Linked DNA regions of Mus musculus: region 2 is linked to region 1. Evidence: chromatin contacts called from public Hi-C data. All regions are on one chromosome and are shown on one strand. Each heading gives the region's core, a stretch centred on a gene start, on an enhancer-like site or on the middle of the called end of the contact. The rest is flanking DNA. Distances are from core to core; before and after follow the strand shown.

Region 1 (3,380 bases), core at 267-2,766:
ACTAGATCGCCATCACTCAGTGACTGCTCAGGTTCATTGTTAAAAAGCTGTGCCAGAACCAGCATTTGCAAGGGACTCTTACCCACTTGAAAACTGGCTTTTTAAGCTATTATCTCATTTATTATCATTTTCTATTTTTTAAAAAAATATTTCAGCCATCTGGAATGCTTGAGTTGTATTAAATGCCCCCCTCTTATTATGGCTTACTTGTGTTTTTGGGGTTATCGAATGTCTGTGTTCTAATAACAAGAAAGAACAAATCTATTTTCATACTATTTCCAACATCTACTCTTCTTGTAAATTTCCATCCCGTGCTTTCTGTTTCCCTGACAAGACTAAACAAACACACAGATAAACACAAGCCTTAGTATGTTTAAGGAAGGTTATTGAATACAGTCTGTCTTCTTGGCACTGTGCCAGGTTGCAAACTTAGAGAATCGAATTCGGCTGATTCTCAATCAGGAGAACGTCTCAGTATAATGCTAGCGAACCACACACTGCCATTCACGCCCCCCCCCCCCCCAGATGTCCCTCCCTGTGGAAACCTCTTCAGTTTCAAAACTGAGCATAGTAGACATGAAGCTTGCCCCCTTGTAGCTTAAAACTAATTACAAATATGATCAGTGTCTCGTGGGTGGACATAAAGGGATGCTTAATGTGAGCTCTTTTTCAACTATGAAGGGAGGGGTGATTTATGCATTTAGTAATACTGGTGACAACTAAAGTCAGGATAAAGGAAATGCACAGAGAAAAATTCTATCATAGCATACAAGAAAGAGAAAAATATCCTTCTAGTCTGGAATAAGTATGATGTATTCTGAAATCAAAACAAGTCAACAGGGTTGGAGTAGAAAAGAGAGGGGTGTGTTTTCTTTTTTTTAATGCGTTTAGGTCAGATCCATTACATTTCCCAGAATGTAAACAGCTCCAAGAAAAGAACCTATTAGAGGCTCTTGGGAATTGCTTGTCTTGATCCAAGAATCCTTTGATACATACTATTTTATATTAGTGATGCAGAGGCAGGTACTAGAAGGGGGGAGGGGAAATCTAAGAAGTCAGATACCATTTCCTTGCCTCAGCTCCTTAATGTTCAACATTCTGCTACACATTTTGCCCTCAAAGATATCCATGTATCCCCTCAGCTCTTCGCTCCTGTCCTGCCATGACAGATCTGTCTTTCCAGAACACTGCGAGAGAAGTGTATCATACTTTTTGTTGGAGGCTAGAATATAAGACTGCAAACCCTACCCATCATCACAGAAGCAAAGGTATTCTGCACAGAGAGGGTCACTTGGGTTCCCTCTTTGGCTCTCCGACTATTCCAACAATAGTCCTCATGACTGGAAATCCTCTGGGACCCTCATGCTGGCCCAAATTGAAAGTAAATCCTGGTTTCAACCAGAAGAGGAACTTGACTTCCAGGAAGAGATTTCACACTGTTCTGGCAACTGGTCAGACCACATTGCCAGAGACTAGAGCTGAGACAGTGAGCGAGTGATTAAGGATGGGTGGACCACACCCTGCTCAGGACTGCTTGGTTAAGCATGCCTCTTGCCTTCTCTTTAAAACTAAGACAGACTTAGGGGGGGTGGTCACTGCATCTCTTTATGTAGTCTTCTTCATGTGGCCAGATTAAATAAATCTTTCTATACCTTTCAGTTTTGTCTTTTTAATTGGCCTATTGAAGAGGGGTGGCTGAGCTGACCTTGGTGGGTTGCCGGGACTCAGGTTCTGCCCCTGACACACTGCAGTAGCATGAGTTCTGTTATCAGGTAGATAGATTAGAGTTGCGCTTCTCTCAGCCCTACAGTTTTCCAGCTTTGTAGGAAACATTCTCTGTTTTGTATCTTAGCTGTGTACAGTTTGCCAACAGGGACTGAGATTGTTAAATGTCCCTTCATTTCTGTGGCCCAAGGGTCCCCAGAGATGTCCCCAGCATCCAGAACAGTGAATAGATTGGGCTGGAGAATGTAGGAATGTTAATCAATCATGTTAATCTATTGGAGCCCAGACTTCAAATGTCTACCTGATTATAGTACTTTGGTTTTTAAACTTTCTTTTTAAAACTTTAGGTATGTGTGTGTTCATGATTGTATGTGTGTATGTACCAAGAGTATGTAGGTACCTGAAAAGCCAGAAGAAGGTGTCAGGTCTCTAGGAACTGAAGTTACACATGGTTGATTAGCTGCCTGATGTGGGTGCTGGGAGGGCTTCTGCAAGAGTAGCCAGGGCTCTTAACCACTGAGCCATTCATCCCTCCAGTGCTTTGCTTAGCTAATTATTATTATTCTTTGGGTCTTATTTTAGTTAGGCTTACATGCATCAAAATTTTGCACCTGATATTTAACAAGTGCCTGTGTCCAACCAAATAAAGGGTTGTTCTCAGGATACCAAATCACCAGACAATTGTGTGTGTGTGTGTGTGTGTGTGTGTGTGTGTGTGTGTGTGTGTTTAAGGTATTTTTCTCTAAGCCCCATTTACTCATTGGGCAATCTCAGCCTTTTTCAGGCCTTCTAACCATCATGGTAGATCTTGGGATACGGCTGTCCAATAATCACTCAGTATCTGTGGTCAGCTGTAACAGTTCCCTATAGTCAGTCTGATCAAACAAGACCACTGCCCACTGCAAACAAACACTTGGTGTTGTAGTTTCTGTTCAGAGCATCTGGTTTGCCAGAGGTAGATAAAGATGCAGAGGCTGTGTCTTCAGAGTGTATCCCTAGTGCATCTGGTGATCAGCTCCCTCTAGAATCCATTCTACTCATTTGGTCTTGGCTTTCCAGTGCCTCGTACTGGTAGAAAGCCCTTTTCATCTGGGTCTGTCCTTTCCTGAACTGGATTGAATTCTTTACATTGAAAAACGTATAATTCTGAGCTCTAGAAACTAAATACTACTTTTCAGTCCCTAAAGTGCATTTCAAAATCCTTTGTTATAGGTGTTATCTGTCTCCTCTGACAGTTCTTTTCACAAGGTGAACATTCATCTTGGTGTGTGGACACATCTGGCTTCTGGGTCCCATTGGAGTAGTTGTGATTTTTTTTCCCCTTGCTCACTCTATTCTGGATACTGGGGACATCTCTGGAGACCCTTGAGCCACAGAAATGGAGGGAGATTCAGCAATCTCAGTCCCTGTTGGCAAACTGTACTAAGGTACAAAGCAGAAGAACTTTCCCACAAAGCTGGAACACTGTGGGGCAGAGAGGACCTGAGCCTTTATGTTCTGGCGTGTCTAAGCCCCTCTGAACTATTGGAAACCATCAGGCACATCAAAGATGACTCCTTCAAGTTGGTTGAATATTTGCGGATTTCTGGGCCTGTCTCCCACAACTGTAGTCTCTCCTGGAAGAGGGATGCTGCAGTTTTTCCATTGGCTCATTA
Region 2 (3,380 bases), core at 300-2,799, 990 kb after region 1:
GGTATTTATTTCATTTACATTTCTAATGCTATCCCAAAAGTCCCCCACACCCTCCTCCACCCACTCCCCCACCCACCTACTCCCACTTCTTGGCCCTGGCGTTCCCCTGTAATGAGGCATATAAAGTTTGCATGACCAATGGGCCTCTCTTTCCACTGATGGCCGACTAGGCCATCTTTTGATACATATGCAGCTAGAGACACAAGCTCCGGGGGGGGGGGGGGTACTGGTTAGTTCATATTGTTGTTCCACCTATAGGGTTGCAGATCCCTTTAGCTCCTTGGTTACTTTCTCTAGCTCCTCCATTGTGGGCCCTGTGATCCATCCAATAGCTGACTGTGAGCATCCCCTTCTGTGTTTGCTAGGCCCTGGCATAGTCTCACAAGAGACAGCTATATCTGGGTCCTTTCAAGAAAATGCCTCTGTATTTTAGAATTTCTGGTGTTAACAAAGGAATTAAGGAACAAATGGAAGTCTAGTTGACTTGATTTGTTTAAAGACTGAGATTATGAAAATTTTGTTTGCATTATTTGATGATAATATTCATAGCCATCCAAGTAGGTCACTTAATCTACCTAAATAAGGGTGCTAATTTTTTATTGCTTAGATTATTAATGAAAATGTAGATAAAATGTAATAATAGATGATAATCTAACCAGGAATTATCATTGTATCAGAAGTATGTACAGACAGAGACCGGGTGATCATTCAGTGATTAGAAGCAAGCACTGGCTGTTTTCATTAAGGACTCAAGGTTCAGTTCCTAGCACCCACATGGTCACTCATAACACCCTGTATCTCCAGTTCCAGGAAATTTAATGCCTTCCTCTGACTCCCATGGTCTTCTATACAAAAGCAGTACACAGATATTCAACAGGGTTCACATACATGCACACAAACAATCTTAAACAATGTGTCTTATATCAATCAATCTTAAACAATAAGTTTACAGACATAGCTCACTTTCCATCTCCTTCATTCCTTCCTTCCTCCCCTCCCTCCCTCCCTCCTTCTTTCCTTCCCTCCCTTCCTCTTTCCTTCCTGACTTCTCTCCTTACTTTGTTCTTTCCTCCTCTTTTGCTGTCACCCAAATACTTCCTTCTTCTCCTCTGTATTCATCTTCTTCCCTATCTGTCTCTGTCTCCTTCCTTGAACCCTCCTTCCTTTTGTGACAGGATCCACTTATGAAGTCCAGACTAACCTCAAGCTGACTCTGAAATACAATGACTGGCAAGTGGTTAACCCTATGTCTTTTCGAATGTAACAATGCAACTTATCTCAAATTCAAGATTTGGGAAAAAATTACTTGAGAGATAAATGAAAATCTCCATGCCCTTAAAAATAGCCGAATGTGGGCCACTCCTAGAGCTGTTTGTTTTTAAATGATATACAGTGAAAACACAATTATTAAGAATGAGAAACCCAGCTGTGATTTGGGTCTATCAAATTTCGGGAAGTTGCTTTTTTTTCACTATTTATAGTCTATGGAAGCTAAAGTCTACTTTTGTAAGAAAATTTCCTTCAATTTGAAAGTCAGTGTTTATTTTAAAAGGGGAAGAATCCATATGGTTTTGACTCCCCCACACTTGACTCATCCAAATGCAGTTTTGTAAGAGCTGTTTGAAGTAGAAAGCTTTTTGAAAAATTTTTTATGAGCTTTTTTGTCTCTTTTCCTCCTCAGAAAAGGAAGTGATGCTTTGCCAAGTATAAACAAAGTTAATCACTAAACAATTTTATGTCCTAAAATAATGAAACTGGAGTGCGTGTTGAATTTGACAGAAGTAACTCTTTCATCCTCAATGAAATTGTTGCCCAAACTTGTTCAGAGACAGCTTTCTCGGAAGGACCACTCCTGGCAAAAGCAATGCCACTCCACAGGCTTCCAGGGAAACACAGGACAGTAGCTGCATCTTTTGTTTCCCGCCCAGAGTATACTTACTGCATTTGGGGGCAGGGGACACACAGAAGTCACAGAAGAAGGTTATTAAATGTTATGACTGGGCCAAATAATTAGCTCTCAGGAACATAAGTGATGAAGCCATGCTACATGGGTACCTTTCAGGACTGTGACCTGACCAGTAAGTCCTGGACAGTTAGAACATGTTCCTATGCATGTTTTCATAATGAAATCTAGAATCATGGTCAGGACACTGAGGCCTGCTGGCTGAGAGCAGCTATTAGCTGCTTTCATAAATAAAGTTTTATAGACATAAGCAAACCCATTCATGTCCATATTGCACATGCCTGGTTTTGTTTTACAAGGATAGCCACCATCTGAAAGGCAAAACATAAGCTATTTTTAGTATAAGCCTTTTTATTAATTCTTTGAGAATGGTCATAGAATATACTTTAACAATATTCACCACCAACTCCTCTTCTTAACTCTACCCAGATCCACCCCCAACGTCATGTTTTTGTGCCCCCCCCCAAAAAAAAACTACCCATTAGCTCCAATTTGTGCTGTCCATGAAATTCCAGGGATAGGGACATCCACTGGAGTGTGGTCACCCTACTAGGGTTTATACTTTGTTTCCTTAAGTGATCTTTCCCCCAAAAGAACCATCAATTGTCCATATATCCTCAGTTATCACTGGGGTTCATGAAACCCCTCCTACTCCATGCTGACTGGTTTGATCTTGTGAAGGTCTCATGCAGACAACCATGGCTTCTGTGAGCTCATGAATACAGTGGTCCAGTTATATCCAGAAGATACTGCTTCTCAAGGTGCCTCTCTGACCTCTGGTTCTTAAAGCCTTTCAATACCTTCTTCCTTGGTTGTCTCTGAGGCTGGGGCAGCAGATATGAGCACAGGTGAGCATTCCAAGGACATTTCTTCTGTTGACTCTGACTACTAGTGATAAGCCAAAATTATTACTGTGTCCTTTCCACAAAACAAGGTCATGTGACTCCTAGTAAGGTTCATACAGAGCACATATGTAACACTGATCTGCTAAACTTTTACTGTGGTTCAAATGGTGATTTTTTTTAAAAAATAAAATGCTGTTTTATTTTTCATTACCAAACAAAGCCTAGAAGAGGACACTTATACACAGCCAGCCACACACCCCAGCACCCTGAAACAGGATATTATTGTTTTTTTATATGTGACATAGGTATCAATGAAGAATAAAGCAGCAATGGGGCACGTTGCTGTAATTCCAGAAGTTAGAGACCCAGAGCATGAAGGCTGCCAGAAACATAAAGGCAGGTTGGGCACATAGTGAGGTCCAGGCAGCCTGGGCAGGAAGGCTCTTGTCTCCCAAGACAAAAACAAGTGAAAGAAAGAAAGGAGAGTGAGAGAGGGAAGGGAACAAGAGGAAGGAGTAGAGGGAGGAGAGGGAAAAATAAATCAATATGAACATGTATACTAGGCATTATAT

The links. Hi-C and Micro-C count contacts between places; a contact is called where the count stands out from the background.
Region 2: a contact with region 1 is called in a Hi-C map of bone marrow-derived macrophages, with 9 read pairs. The contact joins two enhancer-like sites. A contact is called at or near these places in 1 of 484 Hi-C or Micro-C datasets (bone marrow-derived macrophages), 2 of 115 datasets of contacts at active chromatin or transcription factors (embryonic basal ganglia and embryonic stem cells) and 1 of 9 other capture datasets (embryonic stem cells).

Annotation. Positions count from the first base shown.
Region 1 is chr10:96,293,420-96,296,799 of GRCm38.p6, forward strand. No RefSeq gene overlaps it. Among named protein-coding and RNA genes, the nearest start is that of Gm40748, 14 kb to the right of the region's middle. Within about 2 kb of position 1,517, at least 36 of the 459 cell types and tissues checked have an H3K27ac peak or open chromatin away from gene starts, as enhancers often do. A contact at or near this core is called in bone marrow-derived macrophages, where this site is marked.
Region 2 is chr10:97,281,437-97,284,816 of GRCm38.p6, forward strand. No RefSeq gene overlaps it. Among named protein-coding and RNA genes, the nearest start is that of Gm34044, 47 kb to the left of the region's middle. Within about 2 kb of position 1,550, at least 11 of the 459 cell types and tissues checked have an H3K27ac peak or open chromatin away from gene starts, as enhancers often do. A contact at or near this core is called in bone marrow-derived macrophages, where this site is marked.